Regions from separate parts of the Mus musculus genome. Here region 2 is linked to region 1. Evidence: chromatin contacts called from public promoter capture Hi-C data. All regions are on one chromosome and are shown on one strand. Each heading gives the region's core, a stretch centred on a gene start, on an enhancer-like site or on the middle of the called end of the contact. The rest is flanking DNA. Distances are from core to core; before and after follow the strand shown.

Region 1 (6,481 bases), core at 2,986-5,485:
CCTGAGGGTATGATATGAGGCCACGACCCTGGAAGAGAGGCAAGTACTTAACTACTGAGCTAGCTGGCAGCCTGGTTGGAAAAAGGTCCTGGTGAGTTCACTACATAGACCAGGCTGGCTTTGAACACACAGAGATCAACCTTGACCTCCTGTATGTGAACCAAGCCCAGCTAGACTGAAAGATTTGTTTTGTTTTTTTGTTTTCAAAACAGGGATCGTCTGTTTGTTTGTTTTCGTTGTCCTGGATATCCTGGAAAGGCAGACACCACCACCTCCAGCTTGATTTTAAATATCAAATCTAGACCAAGAAAAAATGGCCATAATTTAAAACTTTTTAAAATTGATTTTGATGTGAATGGGTGGTTTATCTCCATCTGTGCCTGTGTACCACCTGGGTAATACACTGGTGTCCATGAAGGTCAGTAAAGGGCATCAGATCCCCCTGGACTGGAGTTGCAGACAGAAGTTGGCTACTGTGTGGGTGCTGGGAACCAAACTCAGCCAGTGCTTTAACTGCCAAGCCAGCTCTCCACCCCATAATTTTTTTTAACCACCTCGTAGACCAAAAGGTCTGAGACCACTTTGGTACAAACCTACAGCCTTAGCCAGCTGTGATCCGGTGCTAATACACAGCCGGCTTCATGACCTGCCGCTGAGGGCCTCTCCCCTTGATTACCCTTAAGGCCAGCACAGTACCTTAGGACAGCTCCCATCCTCTCATACATGGTCTGGAGCCAACACACAGCAGGCAGACGCTGGCTGAGAGACACAGAAGTTCCTTTCCCAGGACCTACCCCATTAAGAGAAAGTCACCAGACCAGTCTAGTGGAAAGAAACCGGGTCACCTCCTGAGCTGAGGGGAGTTGCCTGCCCTAGTCCAGACTCTTGTGTGACTTTGGAACCTTGAAACCCAACACATCACCAGGAAGTGAAAAAACAGGACCCTGAATGCTCCAAAGAGGCCCAGTAACTTCTCTGAAGAATTATGGGCGGTAACAAGAGCAGAGTACTATGGGTGTGGCCAAACGTGGACTCTGGAGAACCCAGTAAATTTGACCTGAGTTCCCTTAATCCTTCCAGAAAGTTCTCTTGCTGCCAAGCTAGGCAGCCTTCTTAGGTGAGCACCCAGGTCAACTTTGACAGTGACTGAGCCTGAGGCTTGCTTATTCGGATTTGGGTTCAGAAATACTAGATAAATCCCAGATGGATTGACACTGGTTGGAATTAGTAACATTTTGAAGGTTTCACTCCCAACTCCCACCCAGTCTTGTCCTTCGTTTACTTAATCACTTTGTTTTTTATTTTTAGGCACGGGGGACCTGTCCTTGGACATTAGATAAACTGAGCCACACCCTAGCTCCCGGGAAGGGTCCACCCTGCCTCAGAGTGCTCAGGTTAAAGGCATCCGCCACCCTTCCGGGCCTAGGAAGCAACTTATTCAAAGGAGGACCCAAAAGTTGAGAGCCTCAAGCAAGGAGGCTGAAACCTTGCACCTTAGTAGAACCCCGCTTTTTACTTTTTCTAACTGTGGAACCTTTAGCGATGCAGAAGAGAAACTGAGGTCCTGGGAGGTGCTATGATTTTTTCCGGACTACAAATCAAGTCAGGGATACAACCCAAGCCTGCTGGCGACCAGCGCAGGTCTGCCTCCGAAGCTCGGGAGACGAGCATTTTGGCCTTTTTCCAGCCGATTTCAGCCGGCAGCCTGGTCCAGACATGGCCAGGTGAGTGGATGACTCAAAGGGCGGAGACTAAGTTTTGCGCGCGGCCCCGCCCTGTCCCGCTGCTCCCGGGGGTGGGGGACGAGCTCCCGAGTCGGGCGGGTGGCAACTTGTCTGAGTGAAACCGGGAAGGCGCCGCCCCGCTGCGCTCCCCGAGCCGCAACTTCTTCGTCTTTTCCAGAAGGGTAGCGCGGCCGACGGGGCGGGAGGACTCACCCTTCGCTCTCCCATTGGTCAACCGTGTCCCGGGGACGGGCTCTGTAGAGAGTCCGTCCAGTGATTGGGCCGTGGAGACGGCGGCGGGCTGCCCCGGGCTGGTGCGTGTCGCTGCCTGCCGGGCGCGCAGGCCGTGGGCTGCTCAGCCCAGCTCCCTGCGGCTCTTCCCACCCAGCTCGCGCCCGCTCCTCTTCAGCCGATTTCTTTTTGTCCCTGGGCCTTGGGGAGCTTTCCCTTATTTGATCTGTTTTATTGGAGGCACTATGCCCCTGCCTCAGATTGCACCCCTCGGCTCAGATCTGAGCACTTGACGTGACCGTTTCCCGCTTCTTAAAGTGAGGTCCCCAGTGCCACTTGTGAAGCGTGTCTCTTAAGGCCACTGTGCCCAAACTTCCCTGACTTCGCGGCTTTCCCGCCTACAGCCCCCACTCTCCTCTGCTCTCCTGACCTGCCTCTGTGCTCACCTGGCCTGAGCCGAAGCGCTGCGGGGACTTCCTGGTGGCCTCTCACCTGAAGTCACCCTACCCAAAATTTCCAGGTCACCGACACCGACCCAAAGGCTCGTCTCACTTCCAGGTCACCCAGACAGCCCCAAGGGACAGACCTAGCTCAGAGTTTCAGAGTCCGGTTCTCTTAACTCATTTCTAATTCTACTCTCAACCCATGGCCAATAACTGAAGAAGACCGAGTGTCACAGGGCAACTTTATTGAGTGGTAGCATGGTCACACCCAGCAAACGTGTTCCCTCTCATTCACTCTCTCTCTCTCTCTCACACACACACACACAGAGTTTCCCTCTCTCTCACACACACAGCCCTTGCCACAGTCCAGTTCTCAGCCACAGGGTGGGGAGCCTCCTGGATTATTCGGATCCAGAAGCAACAGGTGCCCGAGGGAGGCTCAGGGGGAGGAAGTGGGGAGGGGGTGCAGAGAGCAGGGGTGGGATGGGTTGGGAACACCCACCAGACAGCTACACGAAGAGTGAGATTCCCTGCCCTGGTGGCTTCAGCTTGGCTGCGCCCCCTTCAAAGGAGCCTTCCAAGGTGTGGCTGAACATTCAGGGTTTGGGAAGGGCAGAGTCCCACTCCGTTTTAGTCCTCTCTGCAGGCTGGGGACTGGAGGGCAAGGCGAGCCGGGGTGGTTGTCGGCTGCTTCAGCTCTGGGGCTCCTCCGGAGCCTCACCACCCTCTTCCCCAGCACTGTCGGCTGTCCACAGCGTCAGGTTGTCTCTCAGGAGCTGCATGATGAGGGTGCTGTCCTTGTAGGAGTCCTCACTGAGGGTGTGCAGGTCGGCCATGGCCTCGTCGAAGGTGGTCTTGGCCAGCGAGATGGCCTCCTCGGGGCTGTTGGCTATCTCGTAGTGGAAGACTGAAAAGTTCAGGGCCAGGCCCAGGCGGATGGGGTTGGTAGGCGGCATCTCCTTCTTGCTGATGTCCATGGCCTCCTGGTAGGCTGACCGGGCAGAATCGATGATGCGCTTCTTGTCATCGCCAGTGGCCACCTCGGCTAGGTAGCGGTAGTAGTCACCCTTCATCTTCAGGTAGAAGACGCGGCTCTCTGCATCTCCAGCCCCTTTGATGAGGTGCGAGTCCAGCAGGCCGAGTACGGTGTCGCACACACCTCTGAGCTCGGTCTCTACCTTCTCCCGGTACTCTTTCACCTCGGGGCCCTTCTCTTCTGACCCCTCCTCGTTGCTCTTCTGCTCGATGCTGGACAGGACCCTCCAGGCCGCTCTCTGGCCGCCCACCACGTTCTTGTAAGCTACGGAAAGCAGGTTTCGCTCCTCGCAGGAGAGCTCCTCGCCCTTTTCCACGGCGCTCTTCATGAAAGCTGCCATGTCTTCATACCGTTCGGCCTGTTCAGCCAACTTGGCCTTCTGGATCAGACTGGCTCTCTCCATGACTGCGAGGATGGACAGACAGACGGGCGAACTGGCTGTCTCGAGAGTAACGCTGGGTTCTGCGGCTCCCTTGCTCTGGCTCTGCCTTTTGGCTGGGGTGGCATGGCCCTGAGAAGAGTTGGGCGTGGTCTGAGCGGGCCTGGGCCCTGCCTCCTCCTAGTCTTCGCCACACCCTTTCCGGCTCTACCTTTAAGGTAAAAGGGCTGGGACGGGAGGGGGCTGTGAGTCACCAGGACAGTCAGCAGGAGAAACCTGGCCGCAGGTCCCACCTGCAAAGGCACCTTTCGGCTCCAGACTGCCCCCTGCAGTTCAGGGCTGGCTGCATTGCAGGAGCGTCTTGGATTACCAAATCAGATTGTCTTTCAGGGTGATCTTCCAGGCTTCAGCCACCGAGCTGCTTTAGCCCAGGCAGAGCCCAGGGAGCTGGGACAGTTCAGGTGAGAACTCATGTATAGGTAGGGCTGTACAGTTTCCCCCAAACTTGCGCATCCATGATCTGATGCAACTACCCCCAACCCCCGAATTGGCTCTGTAGGACTGTAGAGGTAGAACTATCAAGTCTCAGGGGTGAACCAAACCAGTTTGAGGTCACAAGCTGCCAGCTCCCTTAAACCCCTCCCCCTCCGTGTCCCCTCTTCCTCTTGGCTCTCTTTGGGGGCCATTAGCTGAGCCGGCCTGAAGATAGCTCCATCCCTTGGTCCTTGTTCTCCCTCAAGATGCCCTATGAACACCCCAGATGCGCAGGTGGCATCTCAGGGTGCCACTTAATGAAGTGTTTAACGAGCGGCCTCTGACGCTCCAGCCCAGCCTTTGTAATTAGTCACCCAATATGTTTGTTGGACACCTTCCCCCTTACAGCACAATTTTCCCTTTCAAGTTGGTGGCCTGTTGACACTTGTCTGAGACTTTACTCTCTGGTTCTCCACATCGGGTCACCCGTCCCTTCCAAGCTGCCTGTCGTCATGTATCGGCAGGGTTCCCAGAGGGTGGGGGCCTAACTCTTTGACTGTCCCACTCCCCTGCCTGACTCAGATTACCTCTGTCAGAGGCTGGGAAGCAGGCCACCTGGGTGCTCAGTCCAGTTTGGTCCCCCAGGGGGGACGCTATCAACCTGGGGAGGAAGACAGGGCTGAGGGAAAGGAGCTGGGAATGGCACATTCCATTTTGTTTTATGGCGCAGTGTGTGATTCCAGCCCAGTATGATCCCTCACTTGGCTCCCAGAGGTTCTCAAGTCCCTTCAAGACTCTGCCTCTGACCCCTGAGAGAAGTCTCCTTGGAGATGGAGATCACTTTGTTCCCAATCTTCCATCCCTGATTGGTTGGGCCCTATTTTCAAGGCCCATGATAAGAATGGGCACTGAGGGTGTGTTCCTGCTTATGTGCCCCACCACATTCTTCAAGTTTAGATGGGACTCCGTGGTTCCTTCTAAAGAAGTTTCTTCCTAGGACCCAGCCAGTCTAACCCTTGAAGCAGGACTATTGCACAACCTTGCCTGTCTCCTCACAGTGTCTGAGCACTCGCCTTGCCTCCGGGAGAGGTGTTGTAGGCCAGAACCCTGAACAGGCTGGAATGTGCTTGGGCCACGGAGTAGGGGCTCTTGAGAGACTTCAGGGTCCTGGCTAATTTTACAGGTTCTCCCAGGAAGCAGATGGGATTTCTGTCCTGAGATCTTGCGTGCTTTGCCTAACTCATGGCACAGGCACAGAACTACAGTAAAACATCAAGTTAGGGAAGACCACGGTAGTGTACGGCTAGAGTCTGAGCATTTAAACTCACACAGGGGACATGCCAGTTGGTGACTGGCTTTGCCACAAGGGAAACATGTTACCCCCACCCTGGGGAAAAGCAGAGGCTGGGAGTGTGTCTTGGTTGGTAGAGTCCCTGCTAGTGTGTATGGAGTTTGCTCCCCAGTCCTGTATAGACAGGTGCACATCTGTAATCCTAACACTTAACAGGCAGAAGCAAGTATCTCTCTGAGTTCTAGCCCAGTCTGGTCTATATATGGACTGCCACCATGTTTGCTTTAGCAGCGGTGCCGGGGTTATACCCAGGGTTTCCAAGAACTCTACCGACTGAATATATCCTCAGCAACCCCCTCCCTGTTTTGGGGTTTGAGCTGGGTTCTATGGGATGAGGAAAGATCCTAAACTCTCCGCACCCCGTGGCCCAGCCGGGTGTCCACAGAAGAGTCGGGGTCCTCAGTCCAAACTCTTTCCTCTCCAGACTGACAAACTGTTTGGCACAGTAAGCATTGTCTCCTCCCTTTCCGTTGGGAGAATTCTCCTCAGCCTTGAAGGGCCTTCCTTGGCTCTCAGCCTGGCCTGGGCTTCCCCAAGTCCTGGGGGCAACTTGGAAACCCCAGGACACTAGGAGTCTGGACGGTGGGGCTTGGCAAACTTGAAACTTCTTCTAAGCCTACGAAGGGCGTGTTCTCCTCGTGCCTCTTAAGCCAGGAAGCTGGTGGGGGTTTACAGCTGCAGCTCAGTTCTAGACCCTCTTCCTCCTCCACCGAAGCCAGGCCTTGACACCCCTGCCAGCTCCGGCCTGCATATCCTGACTCAGTTCCTGCTTCAGTTGCCTCCCTTTGCCTCCAGGCTTCTACTTCCCAAGTCCAGAAGCCCAGGCAGGCAGGAGGCAGCAGG
Region 2 (6,481 bases), core at 1,316-3,815, 890 kb after region 1:
GCCAGCCTGGTCTACAAAGTGAGTTCCAGGACAGCCAGGGCTATAGAGAAACCCTGTCTTGAAAAACCAAAAAAAAAAAAAAAACAAAACAAAAAAAAAACCTTCGCAATGGTATTTCTCCCCCCACACCCCCTGTAGTGATGTGGATGTATCCAGAAAGGGTATGCAAAATGCTCATAGTAACACAGCAGGTGCATTGCGGAGTTCATGAATATGCGACTTTGTTGGGGACATCACAGGTGCCACCTGTCCTGTCCATTCTTTCTCTCACTCTGAGCACCTTGAAGCTCTTTCCTGGTAAGTTCGAGTTCAGAGCCTGATTCCTAAGTCCTGTTGACTTCTGTTGGGGGCTTGAAGGAGGCTGGCCCTGGACTCCAATCTCACTAGAAACCTTCTTCCTAGGATCTGAGACAACGGTTGGATGACACACAGTTACCCACAAGGCCCCAGGGTCCTGAGCTTAGAGGATTCTGATGGGGAAGGGGGTGGGGTGGGGTCTGTGCTTCTGGACCATGGAGGTCTTGCTTCTCACCCAAGGGCCTGAAATGAGCTGTGGATGCGGTGTTCCCAGCGCTGCTTTCCTGCTGCCTGGGCTGGGGACAGGAGTTGCTGAGTAGCAAGACCGTGAAGGAAACACTGGGGTTACTCCATCATACCATCCCTGCACCACAAGATAAGAGCTGGCTTAGATCCAGGTCCAGTGCTAGGCGACTGGACGGCCTTGGGCAGGTCACACTCTGGAACCTGTTTCCTCAGACACAGACAAAGACGGTGACAGAGTGTGCCATAGATCAACAGCATACCTGAGAGGCCCTGCATGGAGCTGATAGGCACTGACTGGCTAACCACAGTCCTCACACAACTGCTGGGCTCTCAGAGGGTCATGGCCAAACGACTTCTCTCTTGCAGGCAAACCTCCTGAGTCACTTCCCAGAGCCGGAACCGGACATAGCTACAGCCGCCTGAGCCTGGATGCACCTTTCCCGGCTCTAGGCCTCGACTTTTCTACCCATAAAACAGTGGCCACCACATTCACCTCAAAGGAACTTTCGAGGTTTGAAGAAGGTCATAGAGAAGGCCCCATGGCTGCTCAGAGCTCGCTTCCCCACTGTGTAGAGTGGTAGACACAGAACCTGTTTCAGGGGATGGTTTAGATCAAGAGAGGTCGTCATGGCAACTGCTTGGCTCACCGCTTGCCACAGGCCAAGAACATTACATATAAACCGTGGATTTGAAAACAAACCAAGAGGGGACAGGATGTGGTGGTGTATGCCGGAGACCTCAGCCTCTGCTTCACTTGTGAGCTCCAAGCAGGAGCTGGGTGAGACTCTGCCTTTAAAAACATACAAATGAACAAAAAACATACCACCTCTGACAAAAGCCAAACCAACCGGAAACAAAGAATCAAAGCAGTGAGAGCTTGACCTTCCTGCCAAAAATAGAAGCTGAGTCCGAGGCTTCTTCTAAGTCCTTACTGTTTGTTTTGTTTTGTTTTGTTTTGTTTTGTTTAAGATGGGATGTCTTTGTTTAGCGCTGGCTTTCCTGGAACTAGCTCCATAGAGTAGGCTGGCCCAGAACCCAGAGATCCCTTGCCTCTGCCTCTGGCTCCTGAGTGCTGGGATCAAAGGCGTGTGCCACCGCTGCCACCACTGTCTGCAAAGTCTCTCATTTTTATTCATCCTATCAGGACACAGTCACCATATGTTGCCCAGGCTGCCCTTGAACTCCTGGCTTCAAATAATCCTCCTGCCTCAGTCTCCAGAGTAGTAGGCACGGGATGGCAGGCCTGTCGGCTTGCCCCATGGATTCAGGAAATGTGGGCGTTTGTCTGAATTTGTTGAATGAGAGGCCAGTCTCTCACATACAATTCTCTTAAGATAATATGCTCATCACAGTACAGAGGGAAATTTTGCAGTTTCCAAAGACCTTCATGTCCACCGTTTGACCTAAACACCTTGTCAAGTGGTACTGCCATCTCTATAACACTGAGGCCCAAAAGAGCAAGGTTTGTCCAAGGTCGCAGGGTGAGCTGGGGTAGCAACAGGCTTCAATCCTGTTAATGTGTCAGGGCTCTAGACTCAAAAGCTCAGTAAAGGACAGGGCCCTAGCCTCTACCAATCAGGCCTCTTTACTCAAGACCCGGTCTGGTACTCCATTTTTGTTAGGTATGAACACCACAGAAGGGGCAGGCACATGAGGCACTGTAAGAAAGTATTTATTGGAGGCATACCCTGCCTATAAAAACCCACTGGGCTGTTCACCTTCTCTGCTGGTCCCATACCTGGAAGATGTGACAACCAGGAGTGGTTGTTCTGACAGAGATCTAGACAAATCAGGACAGGGAAAATGTCAGAGATCACGGGATGAGACTTTGATAAGCCAGAGAGCCCAGTTTGGGACGCAGCTCCCCAGGGAGAGCGACATCTGGACTACAGTAGCCCTGTGAGGCATGAGCGGTATGTGCTGAGCTCAAGCTTGCCTCAGAGCTCTTGGGACACTCATCCGACTCTCTTGCAACTATCACAGAGCGAAGCTTGCGCTTTGGGGAAGTGGGTAAACTCTGCAGGAGTCTGCAGCCTCTTATCTGAGCCTAGGTTCTCTGGGCCTTCTATTTTCAGACTGTACTGTGGCCGCAGGAAGTCCCGGGATGCGTCGTGGAGTGACCCCTCCTGCAGTCTGAGCTTGCATAACGCCAGGCGAGAAGCTGCAGACTGGCGGAGGCGGCTGAGCTCCCGGTGCCCAGCGCCGCCCTCCGGGCTTGGGGCGTGGCCGCTACCCCTTTATCTGCGACTCCAGCGCGGGGGACGCAGCAGACAGCTCCTAGCTCTGCTCTGACCACAGGTGAGACTGCTCCTGGAGATCCCGGGGCCGGGCCGGGCTGGGCTGGGCTGGGAGTAGAGAAGTGCTCCCCCGGCACGCGGGTTGGGGGTGTGCTCCTAGCTGCATGCGTGCGGTGCCCAGTGGCGGAAGTGGGCAGGTGGCAGAAGATGGGGCGAGGCCGAAGACAGCAGGACCCTGACAGCCGGACAGTTATGTAGGGGAGCACCTCCCGGTAGGGGTGAGGAGAGGTCACCAAGGGAATTAGCCTCAAGGAGGGGACCGGAAGAAGAAACGTTTGAGGTCACCCCACCCCCGGAGGAGCAGTGGGGGGGTCACTGTAAGGGAGTGGGGAGAGCAGAAGGATTATGGGAGGACCAGAGGTAGCATGCCATGGAGAAGGAGGACCAGGGCTGGAGTAAAGCCTATGAGCTTGTGGCTTGTGGAATGGGGAGAATAATTCAGTGTCGTCTGCAGAAGTTAGGCATGGGAGACAGCCTGTGCAGCAGGATCACACCCTGGGCAGGAACAACCAACCTCACAGGCTATGTGCTGCATTCTAGGAGCGAGGTTATAATGGGACAAGAAGGAGCAGGGGTGGAAGTGTGTGTGTGTGTGTGTGTGTGTGTGTGTGTGTGTGTGTGTGTGTGTGTGTGTGTGGTATGTTTTGCAGATCCTTGTGGGGGAACCCCCAAGGAAAGCTTTAGAGAGGTGGGAGGGCTACCAGGCCAGAATATTGGATCCCTTCCCTAGCGTCAGGAAAGCCAGATTGCCCTAGATAGGAAAAGAGACAAGGCCCCACCACCACCCTCAGCCTTAACCTGGGGGATTTCCTCCTAGCAGCCCCTGAAGCCCCTTAGGCTGCCTCAGGCTATGCACTGAGAGGAGGCTTGGTGGATTCCCCAAGCTGACTGTTCTTGTTGGGTACCCGGGGACACCATGATGAAGATCTTCCCTTTCAGGGTACTCCTTGGAACCGTGGGAGTGTCTGAACTTTGGGGGAAAATGTCCTTAACATTTCCATTCTGATCACGTTACTGAGTACAAATGGAGACCCACAATGCAGTGTGAAACACCAATAGTTTCTTGTTCAGTCCTGGAAGACGCGGAGGTAGCCTTTTCTTTAAATTGGTTGAGCTGAATTGGAGAATTGGTTTGCAAAGGGGGAGGCGACCTGGTTGCTGAGAGACCCGAAAGCCTGCCAGAGCTTGTCCCGTCTACGTTTACCCACACTGGGTGCCCAGAAGTTGCCTGGAGCCTTGCTTCTGGAGTTAGTTTTAGACAAATGTCGGCATTATCGTTCCTCTGGGCCTGGATCACCAGATGCAATGGGGGTGGAAGTTATGCAGAAACATGGGAAAGTAGCTACTGTAGGTGACTGATGGAGCCTCTAAGCAATGCCACTTGGGGTCCTCCATGGCTTGTCTTTCCCTCAGGACCCCTCTGGAGGTTTTGCCTCCCAGTCACAATATGAACTCTGACTATACTTCTTACTGCTATTCTTTTATCTTTTGTAGATAGGAGTCTTGGCAGCTTTCCCACATGGGCCTTGAACGCCTGAGTTCAAGTGATTTTTCCTTCTGTCTCCAAGTGACTATTAACTTAATTTTGATGCAGGATCTTCGTATGTAGGCCAGGCTGGCTTCAGGTAGCCCTCCCACCTCAGCTCCAAATTGCTAGGGCCATTTCTCTCTCTCTCTCTCTCTCTCTCTCTCTCTCTCTCTCTCTCTCTCTCTCTGTCTCCTTCCTTCCCATTCTTCCTTCCTCCCTTTTCTGGTTTCTGGGAACAGGGCTTCTCTGTGTAGCTCTTGGCTATCCTGGAAAAAACACCTCTATAGACCAAACTAGCCTCAAACTCAGGAACTCAGAAATCTGCCTGTCTCTGTCTCCAGAGTGCATGGACCACCACTCTCTGGCCAAAGGTTATTTATTTCTTAACAGGATTATAGAAACATGAAAAATTTGGTGTGTATGATGGTACACACCTGCAATCCCAGCACTCGGGAGGCAGAGGCAGAGAGGCAGAGAGGCAGAGAGGCAGAGAGGCAGAGAGAGGCAGAGAGAGGCAGAGAGAGGCAGAGAGGCAGAGAGGCAGAGAGGCAGAGAGGCAGAGAGGCAGAGGCAGAGGCAATCACGATTTGAAGGCCAGTCTGAGCAACACGGTGACATCCTGTCTGAAAAGGACAAAGAGGGCTGAGCCAGTAAAGTGCTTGCTGAGTTAGTATGAGGAACTGAGTATGGCCCTCCAGCACTCACATGGAAAACCTGACCCACCAGGGCTGCGGTGGAGCTTAGGGGACTCGTCAGCCAATCCGTCTAGCCCAGCTGATGAGCTCCAAGTTTGAGGAGAGACCCTGCCTCAAATTAAAGTGGAGCATGGTAGAGGTCCTAACAGGTCCCCACAGAACCTCACACATGGGCATGCATCCACGTGTGCACACCCACAGAAAAAGAAACACAGATGGAAGAAAGCAAGGAAAGATGAATGAATAAATGAGAAAAAAAAACGAAGGGAGAAGAGACATTTGTACATTGTGTGATTTCTGAATCCTGGTTTTATTCTCTTTACCTAATGAGGCCAAACCTTGTTCTCCATGGTGAGATAAAATAATCTTTAAGAGAACACGCTGAACAGTCCGGATAGACAAAACAACAACGAGTAGTTTGCGTGGCCAGGACAGGAAGAAGCAAAGGCATGACCCAGCCCGCTGACCATGGTTGTTTTGTGAGGCCTGAGGCATCTGAGAGCAGGGGAATACACCAGGCCGATTCATTAGCTCTGTTCTGCAGGCCTAAAATACTGATGGAAAGTCACAGGGCCTCAGGACCCTTTCAAGTAGGTGGATTCACTTTTCCCCCTTAAAAAGGGGGCCATCGTGCAAGGAACTTCTCCAAGCCACCCAGAGCTTATGTGGTTGAGCAAGAAAATCCCAAGAAAAGTAGTAGGGCCAGGGGCTGGAGAGATGATCAGCAGGTAAGAACACTGACTGCTCTTCTGAAGGTCCTGAGTTCAAATCCCAACAACCACATGGTGGTTCACAACCATCCGTAATGAGATCTGATGCCCTCTTCTGGTGTGTCTAAAGATAGTTACATATAATATACTTACATATAAGCTACTTACATATAATAATAAATAAATCTTAAAAGAAAAAAGTAGCCGGGCAGTAGTGGTGCACGCCTTTAATCCCAGCACTTGGGAGGCAGAGGCAGGCGGATTTCTGAGTTCAAAGCTAGCCTGGTCTACAGAGTGAGTTCCAGGACAGCCAGGGCTACACAGAGAAACCCTATCTCGGAAAACCAGAAAACAAAAAAGTATAGCCAAAGCCAGAGGCAACACTAAGCATTGAACCATGACAGCTTTTTCAAGAGCCCCATGGTAGCTCTTTTAGCCTCCCAGGAAACCAGCTCAGAGAGGTAAAGGAAGTCTCAGGAAGTTACCAAGCTAGTAAGTTCCAGACTTCAGATTCCAGGCCCACACAAAGCCCAGACTTTGGGCTTCTTTGGAGTTGAGTTGTAGCCATCTACCCTTTAGATGGTGGCCCTGTCTTTCTCTAGGTTGACCTCTGGCTTGCTTCTCTTCACAGGCATCTGTGTGGGTGAGGTAGCAGAGCGGGGACACCCATCATCCCCTGTGTGCCCTGATCTGTGGGGTGGCCTGGTG

Evidence for each region. Promoter capture Hi-C pulls out the DNA fragments that hold promoters and counts their contacts.
Region 2: a contact with region 1 is called in a promoter capture Hi-C map of embryonic stem cells, with 2.8 times the contacts expected there. The contact joins the promoter of Paqr7 here to the promoter of Sfn in region 1. A contact is called at or near these places in 1 of 39 promoter capture datasets (embryonic stem cells) and 1 of 115 datasets of contacts at active chromatin or transcription factors (pancreatic cancer cells).

Annotation. Positions count from the first base shown.
Region 1 is chr4:133,597,933-133,604,413 of GRCm38.p6, forward strand. Sfn (stratifin) reads right to left here and starts at 4,236. Exons shown (of 1, transcript NM_018754.2): 1 at 2,624-4,236. The coding sequence starts at 3,837. The coding sequence ends at 3,091.
Region 2 is chr4:134,494,196-134,500,676 of GRCm38.p6, forward strand. It overlaps Paqr7 (progestin and adipoQ receptor family member VII), which reads left to right and starts at 2,566. Exons shown (of 2, transcript NM_027995.3): 1 at 2,566-2,841.